Regions from separate parts of the Mus musculus genome. Here region 2 is linked to region 1. A link is a contact called in public promoter capture Hi-C data. All regions are on one chromosome and are shown on one strand. Each heading gives the region's core, a stretch centred on a gene start, on an enhancer-like site or on the middle of the called end of the contact. The rest is flanking DNA. Distances are from core to core; before and after follow the strand shown. Region 1 holds the start of Gpi1 (glucose-6-phosphate isomerase 1). Region 2 holds the start of Ctu1 (cytosolic thiouridylase subunit 1).

Region 1 (4,024 bases), core at 240-2,739:
GGGTGAAGACACAGGGCGATGCTGATAACGGTCGGCAAAGAGGAGGAAGAGGGGGGGGGGGCGGCGGGTGTAACTGCTTACCTCGGTGTAGTTGATCTTGGAACCACTGAACATGTTGTCCCGTGCAGCCTCCACGCCTCTGGACTTGGCCTAGGGAGAGAAGCCACTGCTGAGGTCTTGTATCCCATCCCCCATCCTCATCACCTATCACAAGTCCAGCCCCCCTCCCCCCCCACTCCCCCCCCCCCTTGAGGCTGACAGATGTTCTTCATAGACAGATTCCTTTTCCAGCATCTTCAAAGAGTCTGCTCAATCAGCAGGGGGCCTGGAGATCCCTGGGATACCAACTCCACACCGGGACCTAGAACCCAAAACAAAGCGCAGCCCCCACCCACAACCCAACCCAGAGATCACAACTCCCCAGTCAGAACATTACCAGCTCCACCAGCATCTGCATCACCTCCTTGTTCACAAGGTTCTTGGAGTAGTCCACCAGAATATGCCCATGGTTGGTGTTGAGGTTCAAGCTGCAGAAAGATGGAGACGCTGCTGGTCACACCCCAGCGGCAGTGCCTGGCCACAAAGGCTGACCTGTAGCAGTGTTAAGTAGTGTAGGAAGCCACGCCACAGAAAGAAGATGTAGACAGATCCTGGGCAGAACTTCCCCCTTCAAGCTCCACATCTCAAACTTACAAGGAAACACCCAGGGAGAGGTATCAGGGACGTCCAGTGAGGAACCACAGGTGGTCATCCCAGGTCCCTCGCCTCCTGGCATCAGTGACAAGGCACGAAGATGCATCACATGTACGATTTCTTCCACCCTCCCTTCTATTTCGCAGTCGCTCACAAGTCTCTCTGGCCTCTGCATCCTGCCTCCGCCGCTCTATTTTTACACCGTGGCTCCCAGGAAATCTCAGCCTTACCCACCCTGTCTGACCAAAGCCCACTAGGAGCAGGTGGGAGGGGACAGCTCTCTCGTGCCTGTCGAGCCAGCAGCGGCTGCTCCTCCTCATGGGTGGTTAGAAATCCCTACTCAAATGGCTGAGACTGAGAGGCGGGGGCGAAGGGATCCCCAAGGAGGAGCCGATTCCTCCTAATGACTAAGCAGCCTCGGCCCTCTGGCTAGCACGCGGGTCCCAAAACCCACTCCAAGGAGGCATCAAGGACAAAGTGCGGCCCCGGCCTGGGCCCTGCAGGGCTGCTGGGGGGGGGGGGGTCACGGGAGCCCCGACCCCGTGCGTGCACCTGAAGTTGTTGAAGCGCTCCGGATCCGCCTCAAAAAGTTCGCGCAGCTTGAGGTTGGCAGAGTTCGCGCGGTGCCACTCCAGGAGCTTCTGGAACTGCGGGTTCCGGGTGAGCGCAGCCATGGCGAGGGACCCGAGAGGTACACGGAGCAGGACGTGCTCGGAAGAGGAAGGAAAGAGGAGCGGCGGCGCGCGGCAAGTCGGTACCAGTGCGCGCAGCGGGCTTTATGGCGCAGGCGTCCGACCCCGCCCCGCCTCCGGCCCCGCCCCACCTCTGTCCTCCGCGTCCGCTAGGCGACCTTGCCGGCAGCTGTAGATCTGGGGGCCTCTGCTGGCCTCTCTGTAACACAAGTGTGGCCACTTGCGATGAACCTTGGCTGGCTTCTGTTCGGAAGTGACTTGAAGGGCAGAGGCGGAGTTTCTCGTGCCAGATCCGCTTGCTTCTTTCATTCATTCATGTATTCAATTCAGCAGAACTTTTTTTTTTTAAAGAATTTATTTACTATATGTAAGTACACTCTAGCTGTCTTCAGACACTCCAGAAGAAGGAGTCGGATCTCCTTACGGATGTGTTTGCTGGGATTTGAACTCAGGACCTTCGGAAGAGTAGTTGAGTGCTCTTACCGGCTGAGCCCAATTTAGCAGAACTTTATGGAATGCCTTCCTGGTTAGAGGTACTAAAGCAAGTGTTGTGGGTACGTAAGCCAAATAAGTAAATAGAATTTATGGGATTTCAGAGCTGGCAAGTGCTCCTGAGAAGAGGCAAACTGGATGAAGCCCCAGAGATGAAACTGTGGTTAAGAACACATAGTTCCCTTGCAGAGGACCTGAATTGGGTTCCCAGTACTCATAACTGCCTGTAACTCCCGCTGCAACCAATGGGAATACCAATGGCACTTGCATCCTTATGCTCATACCCACCCCACACATAATTAATGCTAAAATTATATACCCACCCCACACACATAATAAAAATTGTATGTCCACTCCCACACATAATTAATAAAATATCCACCACACAATAAAAATGAAATTATATGTATATATATTTAAAGGCAGGTTGGAAATAAGCATTTCCTTTAACTAAATGGTTAAGAAAAAAAAATTCACTCTTTATTATATTTGAGTAAAAGCATGAAGGGGAAGAAATGAGCCAGTTGGCTACCTGGAAGGAAAGTGTTCAGTCAAAGGGAAAAGACACTGCAAAGTCTGAGACAAGAGCACCCATAGATGTCCCACAAACAGCACCCATAGATGTCCCACAAACAGAAGACACATGTGGCTGGAGTGGAGCAGATTAGGGGAAGAAGTCATAGAGGTGACATTAGAGAAGGGAATTCACCCAGTGGCTTACAAATCATTGTGAGAATTTTGATTTCTGTTTAGAGATGAGGAGCCACTGAACAAGTCCACATGGAGCAGGGACTTTATCTGACACACTGCCTAATGGATCAGTTAGCTCAGTGAGCTAAAGCAGGTCCTGAGGGAGGGAGCTTCAGTCAAGCAGGAGGAGACGGACATAGAGGATGGAATGAGTGAGGGATCCATAATCGCCTAGAGAGAAAGGGCAAGATATGCACTTTAGGATCCAACTTCCTAGAAAAACTGGATTCTTATCCACAAGTCCGAGGGACAAGGGAGACTTCAAATGAGGACGAGTAGGTGAGGTGAAGTGTTTGCGGGGGACTGCGGGAAATATGTGTAAGTCTTGATACTTGCTAAGCTTCCCAAACAGTGCTGGACATCTAGCACTGGGGTGGCAGGCACTGGGGTGGCACTATAATCCCAGCATGAAGGGAGGAAAGGCAGGAAGATCGAGAGTTCAAGGCCAGGGTCAGCAACATAGGAATCTGAAGCCATCACGTCTAAAAAAAACCCAAAACACAGGAACTGAGAATTTTGTAAAGCATTTGCCTCAGAAGCATGCGAGGATACGGACACGTTTACTCTCCAGAGCCCATGGAAAAACCTGCACATGGTGGCCTTTTGCAATCTCAGTGCTAGAGAGGCAGAAACGGGAGGGTCCTAGGGTTCAATGGCCAGCCTGGCCTCAGGGGTGAGCTCCAGATCTCACCAACAGACCCTGACTCAAAAAAGAAGCTGAAATTTTTATAAAGTATGTTTTTAAAAGAGGGGCTGGCGAACCTTAAAAAAAAAAGCAAGGCAGCTGTAGCGCACACCACTAATCCAAGCACTCTGGAGGCAGAGGCAGGCAGATCTCTCTGAGTTCAGGGACAACCTGGTCTGCAAGAATGAGAATGAGTTTCAGGACAGCCAGGACTGTATAGAGAGGCCTTATTCAAAAAAAAAAAAAAAAAAGGTGGGGGGAGGGAGAAGTGGGGCTGACAAAATAGCCCATGGGTCAAAGGTATTTGGGGCCAAGGCTGAAAACCTAAACCTAATCCCTGAAATCCACATATAGAAGGAAAAAATGAACTGCCACAAACTGTTCTTTGAGCACAGGCACTCTGGGGCACACTCCCTTCAAACAGGTCTAACTAAATATAAAACGGGGCCGTATTCCTAGGAACAATGTTCAAGGTTTTCCTCTGGCCTCCATGTAAATTGCAGACAGACAGACACACACACACACACAAATTCACTCCCACCTTGAACCTCAACTAGCAGGAATGCCAGTCTTATTGTCCCTGTCCCAAGAGTCCTCAGACTGGCCCAGCAGTGTCTACAGACTGAAAAATTTACAAAATACATTAAGAGGGGCTGGCAAACCTAAAAAAGCAGGGCAGTGGTAGTGCATACCCCTAATCCAAGCACTGGAG
Region 2 (4,166 bases), core at 1,611-4,110, 9.4 Mb after region 1:
TAAGACCTCTGTGGCCCTGTGAATGAAAACGGCCTCATAGGCTCATAGGGACTGGCACTACTGGGAGGTGTGGTCTTGTCGGAGTAAATGTGTCACTGGGGAAAGGTGACAGAAACCCTAAGACAACGTAAAAAGAAGGAAATTGCCTCAATTGAGAAATTGCCTCAATCCCATTGGCCTATGTGAGATCTTATTGATTGCTGACTGATATGGGAGGACCCAGCACACTGTAGATGGCACCACTCCTGGGAAGGTGGACCTCCCATGGCACCACTCCTGGGAAGGTGGACCTCCCATGGCACCACTCCTGGGAAGGTGGTCCTCCTAGTATTATGAAAGCAGTTAAATGTGAGCCAGGAAGTAAGTAAGTAGAGTTCCTCCAAGGTTTCTGCTTCAAGCTCCTGACTTGAGCTCCTCCCATGGCTTCCCTTAACGATGGACTGTGCTCTCTAAGCTAAAATAAATGCAAATTAGTTCCGGTCAGTGTTTTATCACAGCAGCAGGGAAGCAAATTAGGACACGAAGCCATAAACTCAACCAGAAAGGTGGGGCCTGGACTCCTTTCTTTCTCTCCTCACTCAAGAACTCAGAACAACTGAGACTTAAGTTCGCCAACTCATGAGCTCTCCTAGGAATCCCTAGTCCTCTGGACCTCTTAGTGTGCTCCCCCCTGAGCCCCAGACCTGGAAGTTTCTCCATTTTACACAACAACACCGACCCCAGAAAACTGCCTGCCCAGGACTTGGTCACACATTTCTTTAGGGCTGTGGAGGGGACCAACCAGATGTCTGCGTTGGTCCTTGATTCTCTGCAGTGTGGTGAAGTCTTTCTCCTTCTTCCCTTACTTAGCTGGAATCAATTTGTCTGGGATGCTGATGAAGAGGGGCTTGGCACATAAGGACCACAGGACAGAGTAGACAGGCCAGACAAGTGGGCTCGCTCTAAGCTTGCTCTATCTAAGCTCGCTCTATCTATCTAAGCTCGCTCTATCTGTGGTGCTGAAGCACTATTCCCATAGCCTAGGTCAGCAGTTCTCATGCTGTAGGCTGTGACCCTTTTGGGGTCACAGGAGTTGCTTAAGACCATTGGAAAACACAGATACACACATTATGAGTCATAAGAGCAGCAAAATTACAATTATGAGGTTGCAACAAAAATAATTTTATGACTGGGGTCACCACAACATGAGGAACTGTGTGAAAGAGTTGCAAAATTAAGAAGGTTGAGAACCACGGAGCTGAACCCAGGCTGGTAGCTCAGGGCCGTAATTCCAGCTACTTGGAGGACCGAGGCAAAGGATTATAAGTTTGAGGACTGCACTGGCCACATGGCGAGACCCTGTTTAAATTTAAAAAGCATAGAAGTGGTGCATTCTGGGGCTATAGCTCAGTATTAGAGTGCTTACCTAATACCAATACTGAGGAGTTGGGGCATGGCTCACTATTAAAACCTCTGCCTAGAGTTTCTCCAATGAGGTGCTGGGAATATACCTAGCTTAGTAATAGAGCATCCACTTAGAATCCCCTAATGAGAGGCTAGGGTGTGGCACAGTGTTAAAACCCCTGCCTAGAATTTCCCAGTAAGTTCCTGGGTAGTAAGTGGCTCAATAATCGAGTCCCTACCTAGAATCCCCTAGTGAGGGGCTGGAGTGTGGTTCGTCGGTAGAAAGCTGTCTGAAACTGGAGAATGATCCACAGTAGGAATGCTTTTCATTTCAAGTGCATAAACAGCAAACTGCAGAAAGATAATGGGGCACCAGGTCAGACATGAAACAAACATCCAGTAGAAACAGACTGGGGAAGCTGGGAACCACACACAGTCTGCAGGAGGCTGAAGAAGAGGATCCCAGGAAGACAGACTCCCAACTAACCATTCCCACCACAGATGTCCTATGGGATGAGAAGTAGCAGAGGTCTCTGGGAATGGGTCCCATCCTATCTGTGTTCAAGGATACACTATTTTTCTTCTAAGAACTTACTCTCCTGTTCTTAAGGAAGTAGCGTTTCCACTTTATTTGGCTGTTCTCTTTCACTTTCTCACAGGACCAGGAAGCCGGCTGGTGACTGAGGAAGCGGTCTTGGAGAACGCTTTAAGACAAAATGCTTGGGTCTAAAGTCGGGCTGGGACGCCAGGTTCCCGGTGACCTTAAACAGTACAAGACGACAATTTACTGATGTGTATTACAATAGCTTACATAGCTGTGTGTCATCTGGACTCCTTCCACCTTTGTGAGAAAGGAAGGAAGGAAGGAAGGAAGGAAGGAAGGAAGGAAGGAAGGAAGGAAGGAAGGAAGACAGAAAGGGGCAAGATTGCATACACCTTTTATCTTAGCACTCTGGAGGCAGATGCAGGTGGGTCTCTGAGTTCAAGGCCAGCCTGGTCTATATGGCTAGTTCCTCCAGGACAGCCTAGGCTACATGGTAAGATCCTGGGGAGAGAATCAAAGAAAGAGAGAGCAAGGGAGAGAGACACAGAGAAGAGGGAGGGGGAAACAGTAACAGAGACTGAGAAGCAAGCAAGTAGCAGAAGTATATGATAGTCCACAAAACTAGGAAATTATACTGCAGCCATTCTGATTTCAACCACTTCTGATTTCAACTTCCCTTCTGGTGACCTCGCGTTGCCGGACAACATCAGGATTCTGGGCTCGGTTCCCAGGCCCTGGTGTGCGCCCTACAGAGTCGGCCCGTGGGGAGGCATTTGGCAGAAGGAAAGCTGTACTCTCAAGTGTTTCTGGGAATTGGAGTCCAAGCTGCTGTAGAGTTACAGGCCCGCGTCTGGAGCTGTTGCATTCTGGAAGTCGTAGGCAAAGCAGTTCAAGGCCTTATGGGAATTGTAGTCCCAGGGCATTTTTCCGCTCCAGGCTTCCGCGTGGCAGGCAGAGTACTCAGCTCGTTCCACTCAGGTTAGTGTTCCTCTTCCTCCGGTTCCTACGGGCTTGGGGCCATGGTGCCACGGGAGAGCTGAAGGTCTTTCTAGAGATTTGGCACTCGCTTTTATGATTGTCAACTCGCGTTCTGGCCAGGATCTCCTAGTCTGGTCTCTTGCCAGGCCGCTTTGTTCATTTGGTGGTAACAGATCATCTGCCTTCTCTTGCCCCTGTTAAATATGTTCTGGTGACGCCTCTTCTGCCCTTTAGGAGAGTTGGCCACCCGGAGGCACCCCTGAAATTTGTTTTGTAGATCAGGCTAGCCTGGAACTTGCAGAAATTCAACTGCCACTTCCTCTTGAGTGTTGGGATTAAAGGCGTGCACCACCACGCCTGTTATTACCTCGGGGGTTTGCCGCCAGTCTGTACACAATTCTTTCCCCCATCATCCCAGATACTTACTTAATTAGCATAAGCCCTGTTCGCTCCGTCAGCTAAAGACTACTGATATATCTATCAACCAGGTTCCCTCCATGATCTCAGGGCTACTACTGATGTGGTATCCCCCTTTTCTGTTTCTGCGTGTGTCTGTAAGCTACTCCTTACAATAGCAACCCCCTCACAGGATTAGATGACTGAGAACAGAGAGTGTATTTACACGCCATTCTGCATAAATGCGGGGGTAGAAGGTGGTGGGCACTCTCAGGAGACAGATAAGCCAGGCAGAAGGGACAGATTTGGGGAGCACTTGAAAGGTGCCCTGCAAGGATCCTAAGTGGGTCGTTAGGAGGTCAAGCCTGGAGGCACCTCTGAGCCTGATGATTCTAGGGCTTGCTGGGCAGGGCGTGAGGAGAAGTGAGGAGAGACTGGTGTGAACCTAATCCGGGCGAGAGGAAGGGGAGAAACAAAGGCTGAGGAGGATAGTTCAAGGGGCAGTGCTCAGCCAGGAGAGTTAGGGGAGTCTTGAGGGCTGCTTGCTGGGTTCAGTGATCAGAAAGAACTCTTTGGGCCAGAGGAAAGGAGTGTTCCTGGGATACTTGAGAGCATTCTGGAAAGGAGCCACGGGGCCTCCCAAGCATCATTCACGGACCTGTCAAAAAGGTAACTGGGCTGGATCTGCAGGTTGTTATATGCAAATTGTCGTGAAGGAGGGGAGGCCAAGGCAGAGACCAGTGACCCAGACAAGCAGGCTGTGCCAGTGTTCTGAGTTGTGCAGGATAATCAAACAATGAGGGTCACCTTAGAATGTAATCGGGCTCCAAGGCAGCAAGGAGGTCCAGCCTCAATGAACTGAACG

Evidence for each region. Promoter capture Hi-C pulls out the DNA fragments that hold promoters and counts their contacts.
Region 2: a contact with region 1 is called in a promoter capture Hi-C map of liver, with 3 times the contacts expected there. The contact joins the promoter of Ctu1 here to the promoter of Gpi1 in region 1. A contact is called at or near these places in 3 of 39 promoter capture datasets (cranial neural crest, liver and second pharyngeal arch cranial neural crest).

The regions. Positions count from the first base shown.
Region 1 is chr7:34,228,847-34,232,870 of GRCm38.p6, forward strand. Gpi1 (glucose-6-phosphate isomerase 1) reads right to left here and starts at 1,490. Exons shown (of 18, transcript NM_008155.4): 1 at 1,246-1,490; 2 at 437-527; 3 at 82-150. The coding sequence starts at 1,367. Gm12762 (a long non-coding RNA gene) reads right to left here. Exons shown (of 2, transcript XR_881947.3): 2 at 2,336-3,934.
Region 2 is chr7:43,669,171-43,673,336 of GRCm38.p6, forward strand. It overlaps Ctu1 (cytosolic thiouridylase subunit 1), which reads left to right and starts at 2,861. Exons shown (of 3, transcript NM_145582.1): 1 at 2,861-2,905. It also overlaps a transcript of Siglece not described here.